Linked DNA regions of Mus musculus: region 2 is linked to region 1. A link is a contact called in public HiCAR-type data. All regions are on one chromosome and are shown on one strand. The core of a region is the stretch at or near the end of the contact, and the rest is flanking DNA. Distances in the headings are between cores, read along the strand shown.

The links. HiCAR-type assays count read pairs that join an accessible place to other places.
Region 2: a HiCAR-type map of embryonic stem cells shows a contact between it and region 1, with 5 times the contacts expected there. The contact joins two enhancer-like sites. A contact is called at or near these places in 2 of 115 datasets of contacts at active chromatin or transcription factors (both in embryonic stem cells) and 1 of 9 other capture datasets (embryonic stem cells).

What each region holds. Positions count from the first base shown.
Region 1 is chr1:10,878,905-10,882,474 of GRCm38.p6, reverse strand. No RefSeq gene overlaps it. Among named protein-coding and RNA genes, the nearest start is that of Prex2, 110 kb to the left of the region's middle. Within about 2 kb of position 1,949, at least 75 of the 459 cell types and tissues checked have an H3K27ac peak or open chromatin away from gene starts, as enhancers often do. A contact at or near this core is called in embryonic stem cells, where this site is marked.
Region 2 is chr1:11,499,697-11,503,266 of GRCm38.p6, reverse strand. All of the region lies in intron 1 of A830018L16Rik (RIKEN cDNA A830018L16 gene), which reads right to left. Among named protein-coding and RNA genes, the nearest start is that of A830018L16Rik, 87 kb to the right of the region's middle. Within about 2 kb of position 1,521, at least 7 of the 459 cell types and tissues checked have an H3K27ac peak or open chromatin away from gene starts, as enhancers often do. A contact at or near this core is called in embryonic stem cells, where this site is marked.

The sequences.
Region 1 (3,570 bases), core at 700-3,199:
AGTCGGCCATCACTGGAAAGAGAGGCCCATTGGACACACAAACTTTATATGCCCCAGTACAGGGGAACGCCAGGGCCAAAGAGAGGGAGTGGGTGGGTAGGGGAGTGGGGGTGGGTGGGTATGGGGGACTTTTGGTATAGCATTGGAAATGTAAATGATCTAAATACCTAATAAAAAATGGAAAAAAAAAGAAAAAAAATTGATGAACAAAAACAAAACTAACAGCAGAAAACGAATAATCTTTTCAGACAATTAAATTCTCTTCCAGTCCCATTATGAAGACCTTCATCAGGACACTTCTTGTCCCATTTAATCAGAAGAGTCCTTGGGCACCTTAATCTTATTCCTCACTCCATCTTCCAAAGGAAATGACTAGGGAAAGGAAAGAATAGAGATTAAAATGTTACTTTCTCATCTTAAGCATGGAAATTGCCCAATTATAAATGCAAACATTAGAAAAACAAATCTACTTGCCTCCTGGCTCTCCTACAAATCACTTGTCTTTATGCTTCATAATACAATCACCAGCAATAAACTCTACTTGATGTGGTATGTAATCAACTTTCCTATCCATAAACATGTATTTGTTCCTATATAATTAGAGTTACACTCTGTGCTTTTGTATCTCACATTTTTGAACATGCAATGTTATAACACTCATAAAGCAGTTCTTTGTAATAATTTTAATAGTTACTGAATTTTAAATCAAATGGAATAATGTATTTTGCCATTTTCTATTTGGATATTTGGATTGCATTTATGTAAATTTATATTTACATAATTGCTTAGTGAATTTCACTTGCCTGTCTAAATTATAAATGCTTGTGTTCAGTTTGGGTCACTGTTAAACTCTCAGTTGATATCAGTACTGAAAAGTAGTGGGTTGGCTACAGCATTTGCTGAGTGGATGCTCAGCTCAAATCTGCCTAACTCAGACACATTTCTGATTGTAAATCAGCTGTACATTGTGGTCTTCTAAAATGGCACATATAAATAAAATATCTTATTGAGTCCTATTCTATGCCAGGCACTTTGTAAAACATCTTAAGAACAATTATGCTAAAACAAAACAAAACAAAAAAACAACAAACAAAAACATTTTGCCTTCACACACACACACACACACACACACACACTTTCCATTACAGCTTCTATCAAAGACCCTCTGAAGTATTTAGTAATCTTACACAACAGACTGAGCTTGAAAAGACCTCAAGAGTTCCACCCCAAATGACGTCTATATCCCCTATGAGTGGACACTGTCTGAGAGGGCACACTACAGCTCAAAGACCTACAAGAGAAGATGTTCTGCCTTCACAAAGCAAGGTAAACCAGCAGATAGCGTTTTTGTGTACATGGATGAGTTCAAAATACCTCACCAGAGTCTTGTGATATTATCTACAAAGAATAAAAATGTATAAAGGAGAAATCTTTCATTCATAATAGTGATCAACTTTATTAATATAGTTTCCTTAAAGTATAAGATATTTTTTATATTCACCTGCTCATGTCTCCTCTTCCTCTGCTTTCCTCATTTCTTCCTCTTTCTCCTTCTAGTCTACTTCTTTTGTCCAGCCTCTTATGTATGCTTTCATGTCCCATGAACATATGTCAAACACAAGCATATGTCACACACATGCATATGCATATAATATATAATATGGTATATATATATATATATATATATATATATATATATATATATATATATTCTGTAAAGCATCACATAATTTATATATCATATAAATGATAATTTATATGTTTATCTCCCAAATCCCAGGAATCAAGGCAATCGCCAGTGCTTTAGAGTAGATGTGAGGTTATATTTGCCATGCTCTCAGAGAGCTTGGTGCCCACCCCAGTGCTCAGCGACCTAAGGAAGCAGCTGTTAGCTGGAGTCTGTGATGGCTGTAGTGGGTTGCAAGCAAGGGCTTTGTGAGCTGTGATGAATCTGCTGCAAGAGGAAGTGAGTCAGAGCTGAAAGCAGCATAGTCTCTCTTGCCGCAGACTCTGGTAGTCTTTCATGATGCAAATCACTCAGTTTTGTAAGACTCCGGGGAGCCTTAGCTTACCCAGGACCACCTGAGTAACCACTTGGAGCCGGAATCGGTATCGATGCAAAATGCAAGAGAAATTTATTGTTCCAGTGCACTGGGGTCATCTCAGATCTGAAGGAAAGGTAGCCACCACCACCATCCTTTCAGTTAGTTTTTATATGGTTTCCAGGAGCAGGATAGAGCATCGGCAACTGGGCACAACTTGATTGGTGGAACACTGCCCCCTTTAAACTGATTGGTCTTTAGGGAATGAGGTGACAAGCATTTCCCTTGTCTGACAGTAGGCAACAATCAGTCCTGCGGGATATGTCCCCACCCGCAGGTCGCTTTCTTCCCTGTGGTCTGAGGAATGTTAATTACCCTCTCCCTTCTAGAGAGGCAAGTGTTTTCGTGTCCTTCCAAACTTCCTAAACTGACCTTTTCAGTTTCATTATGTATCATTGGGCTTATCAAAAATTAATATTAACCCAGTGGTTGAAATTGGTTACTAGAACTTTGCTGAGAGTTGTTTTTTGTTTTTGTTTGGTTGTTTTTTTTTTTTTTTTTTTTTTTTTTTTTGGTTTTTTGAGACCGGGTTTCTCTGTATAGCCCTGGCTGTCCTGGAACTCACTTTGTAAACCAGGCCTGCCTCTGCCTCCCAAGTGCTGGTACTTTTTACTTTTTGATTTTGCTTGTTTTTTGGTTTTATTTACTCATTTAAAACATTAAAATATGTGTATATATGTTCTTTTATATGGATGTCTATACACCACGTGCTTACCAGGTGTCTACAGAGACCAGAAGTGGATGTTGGATCTCCTGGAATTGGAGATACAGACAGTTGTGAGCACCATGCAGATGCTGTGAATAGAACCTGGTTCTCAGAAAGAAAAACCAGTACTCTTAGCCACTGAGTCATTTCTTTGGCTGCATGTTTTTTGTTGTTGTTGTTTTTTGGTTTTTTGTTTTGTTTTGTTTTTTTGTAGTGGTTTGGTAAAGAAAATGAAGAAATTGGGGAGAGAAAGCATGGGAGAAACCATAAAGGGAATCAGGCTATGAATTATAAATTATTAAAACTATCATTATGACATCAGTCTGGCTCACAGTTTGCTTATAATAGAAGTTAAATTGCCACTTTAATGTTTTAGTGGCTAATTTATACATAGTCTTTCATTTATACTTTATTTTAAATTTATTTTATGTGTATAGTATTTTGCCTGAACAGATGTCTGTGTATCATTTGTGTGTAACGCTTATTAAGAGAAAAGATCCCTCAAGCTTGGAATTATAGACAGTGGTAAACTGCTGTCTGGGTGGTGGGAATCAAACTTAGGTCCTCTTCCAGCAGCCAGTGCTTGTAAACCACTGAGCTTCCAGGCCTTCTTCTACACTTCAGTTAGAAAACTTGAAGAAAGACTCAAGGATTTTGTTTTAGTCCCTAACCTAATCTGCACTGCTCTAAAAGCCTGGAAAACTGAGTTGATGGTATCATTTGAGCTCCATGAGAGCAGAGTTCACACCTGGCTTTTCAGTA
Region 2 (3,570 bases), core at 272-2,771, 620 kb before region 1:
TGAATCCTTTGTTTAAGAAAAGGCTTAAAACTTAGGCACTGTGCAGGGCATCCAGCCCCCCAAAAATCTCACAGTTTCACCCAATGGTTCCTCTACTTCAGGCTGAAGAGCAAACAGCCAGGCTTTATAGTGACAGATATGATGAGATCCACAGCCACTCAGGAGGCAAATCTGTGGTTGTACTGCCAAGCTAGAAAAGACAAAGGTCAAAGAACTCCCACTAAATTAACTTAAATGTACAGTGCTGGTTTTTCTGTACTTAAATATAATTACAAAATTATTTAAAAATTAATAAATTGTCAATCACTTATTAAGCCTGAGAAGTACAGGTAGCAAGAGTTTTTCATAAATTAATTTACTCACTTTATATTAAAGAACTGTACAAAAAAATTTTACAAATCAGCTAAGAGCTGCACATATTTCCATAGTTTTGTTAAGTCTGTACTATTATTTTCAGATCAACAATCAGACATGCCTTGGCACCCCCAGAACCACACAGGCCAGGCAATAAAATAAACACAAATCTAAAAGAGCCTCTCAATATAAATTTTTGAAGATTTGATATGTACTATGAGATTGTCCTTCAATAAGAATTGGAAGCTTTCAAGTGAATATCTAGACAAACACTGAAGTTTCCAATGATGAAACTGTCACCTCACACATCCAAAATTTTCCCATTAGTAAATTATGTCACTTGACATAGCAATCAGTTGAAGCAACTTACTTAGTTTTATGCATGATTTTCCACAGTGTCACTTGAAAATAACTCTCTGCAAGTACAAAACATTCCTCATAGAAATAGTTAGTTGGTCCAGAACTCTAATAAACTACTTACACAGGTCCATGATGGAAGCAGCAGATTTATGTAAATGTTCCCATAAAATGAAAAGCTCTCCAGTGAATAAAATTTATGTTAGGCTTTTATTATTTATTTTAAAAACAAAAAAACCAGAGTGTTCTTCCTAGCATAATAACAGTGAAATGTCCTATAGCACACACAGCACCTCCTTCCACGACTGATGATCTAAGGCATAGATGTAGATGTTCCTATGTCTATTGCAAGTGCAGTTCAAATGAGTGATATTTTCAAGAGACCAATATAGATGAACAGACACACTCTCTTGTGGATTTCACTGCATACGCTCTACATGAGAACCTGGAAAGATAGTGTGGATTAACAGGGGGACTATGGTTCTGTCTCACCTAAATTCATGCTCTATACCTGCTGTATAAATTTCACAAAGTTGTTTGTTTTTGTCTTAGTTTTCACATCCTTAAAGTTGGTAGGGCACTATGTACCTCGTCCATTGAATGTCAAGAGTCATTACCCCAGGTTCCCTTTTGATTATTCCATGAATAAGCATCCCTTCTCCCACAACCCAACCCTTTCAAAAGAATAGGAGCAAGCACATTTTTTTAACATTACAAAAGAATTTAGAGATTTGTCTGCCTTTGTTAAGCACAGATAATAAGCTAGTTGGTGGGACCCAGCCCTTAAATTACCATTCCTATCACACCTGGGCCAGGACCAAAACTCCCTCAATCTGTAGCTGACCTTGAACTCAGGAATCTATTTGCCTCTGTAAGCACAAACAAGAAATTTAGGTGAGTGGAATGTTGCCCTGTGAGCTCCATTCCCTAAATCTCTTTATCTCCTTCCTTACTATCTTTCTGACAAACTGGTTCATAGTGCAGCTGCCTCTGTTTCTTATAGATCCATGAAGCTCTTTATGCTATTCATATTGCAAATTTCATCTTTATATTTTGCATAATTGAGAAAATATGTATTTTTGAACTCAGGTTTTCAGAAGTTTTTCCCACAGACTTAAGGGCTGTGTTGACAGTCTCAGCATTTACCATTTTGCTGAAACATAGACACAAAATTTGAAGTTGAAAAAAATTACACACACACACACACGCACACACATACACACAAATAAGCTTTATGCCCACAGTAACCATCAGCAGTCATGAGGGCCCATGTCCTGCTGGTTCTATTCCATAGATGGGAACCATATCACACCATCTCTGCCATAGCCAAACTGGACTTGGTATCCCCTTTAATTTACAACAAGGTAAAGGATACATAATACAGAGGGCTTGCCAGTTTGATCTCTGTAAATGTTTTTCCACAAGATAAGTGAACAGTTTTTCAGCGTTATTTATCAGTCATTTCTCAGAGGACTGAGTTGCAGGCAACCTTTGGAGCTGCTCACTTGGAGACAGCACACTGACACCTGTCCCTTTCACTAGATTCTAACACAAACTATTACCAAATCTTCAGGACAGGCACTTAGTATTTTTAATTATGCACTTAACACCCAATCAGAAAACTTTCTAAAGTGTTTCCCAACACCAAAACAAAAACATTTTATGTCCAACAACTGTACTATAAGAACCAAAAGATTAAAAGTCTCAGTCCCACAATCCTGTCCTCATTTATGATGGAAATAATAAGTCCCAAGTCACTTGTGTTTCTGATTGGTTATACATAAAGGGCACATGCAGATACTAAAATGCCTTTGATAAAAAAAAATACATACATAAGTAAATACATAAATGTTTTATATTTACCCACTGACAAATTAGACAGCAATGAAAATGAATACTGTTATTCCTTCTTATAATGAAGGTAAACTAAAAATAGAGGAAAGTCATAAACAAAATATATGTCTATAAATGCCTATGTGATGGCCACAATAGATGACAGTATGTGGGGTGCAGTGACACAGAAAGTCATGTGGTTTTTGTTCCCCATGACTGGAAACAAGATACAATTCTTGTCATTTCTTTATTCTTAAAGAAGGCAAGAGCTTCTTTTGTTCTATTGAGTAAGTTATCTTGGGAAGTGTTGTAACAATTTTGTATATTTCACTCTCCTTGTCATACTTAGCTCTCATTGGTTTGTAATCTTACTCTTTATAAACATTAAACCCCATAAAATGTTTTAACTTTTATTTTATAACAGTACAGGTTTATATATCATCACATATTTATGGTTTTGATTGTGTTTTATCTCTCTTTAGATTTTTAAATCTTTATCCATCTAAAAATCATTTTTGGCAGTATGAGGATTTTAGTGATAAGGAATCTGTTTTATTTTGCACAGCAATATACTTCTTAAGCAAATAAAATTTAAAACAGAAAGTGTTTCACTGTGTTTAATTATACATTTGAATGCTTTCTCCTTGCTCCTTTTTGTTTATCTTTGATCTTTATTCATACACACACACTTTTTCATTCCTTTGAATGTGGAAAGGAAGCACACAAAATGACTATGTATGTACAAGAATTTGCAAAAAAATTGAATGCATCATGGACTCAGTTGTTCGTAACATACTTTATAATGAGGAATTCAGCTCAGCGCCTTTGAAAAATTCCACCAAGCCCTAGAACATGTAGGGCCCTCCCTCCCCAGAAGGGTGAGATCAATGGAACACATAGGTACCCCTCCCTTCATGGAAGGGAGAGGCTAATTACATTCCTCAGAAAAACCACAGGACAGACTGACCATTGGCCACCTGTAGATATGGGAAGCCCTTACTACCTCATTCTCTAAGGACCAATCAG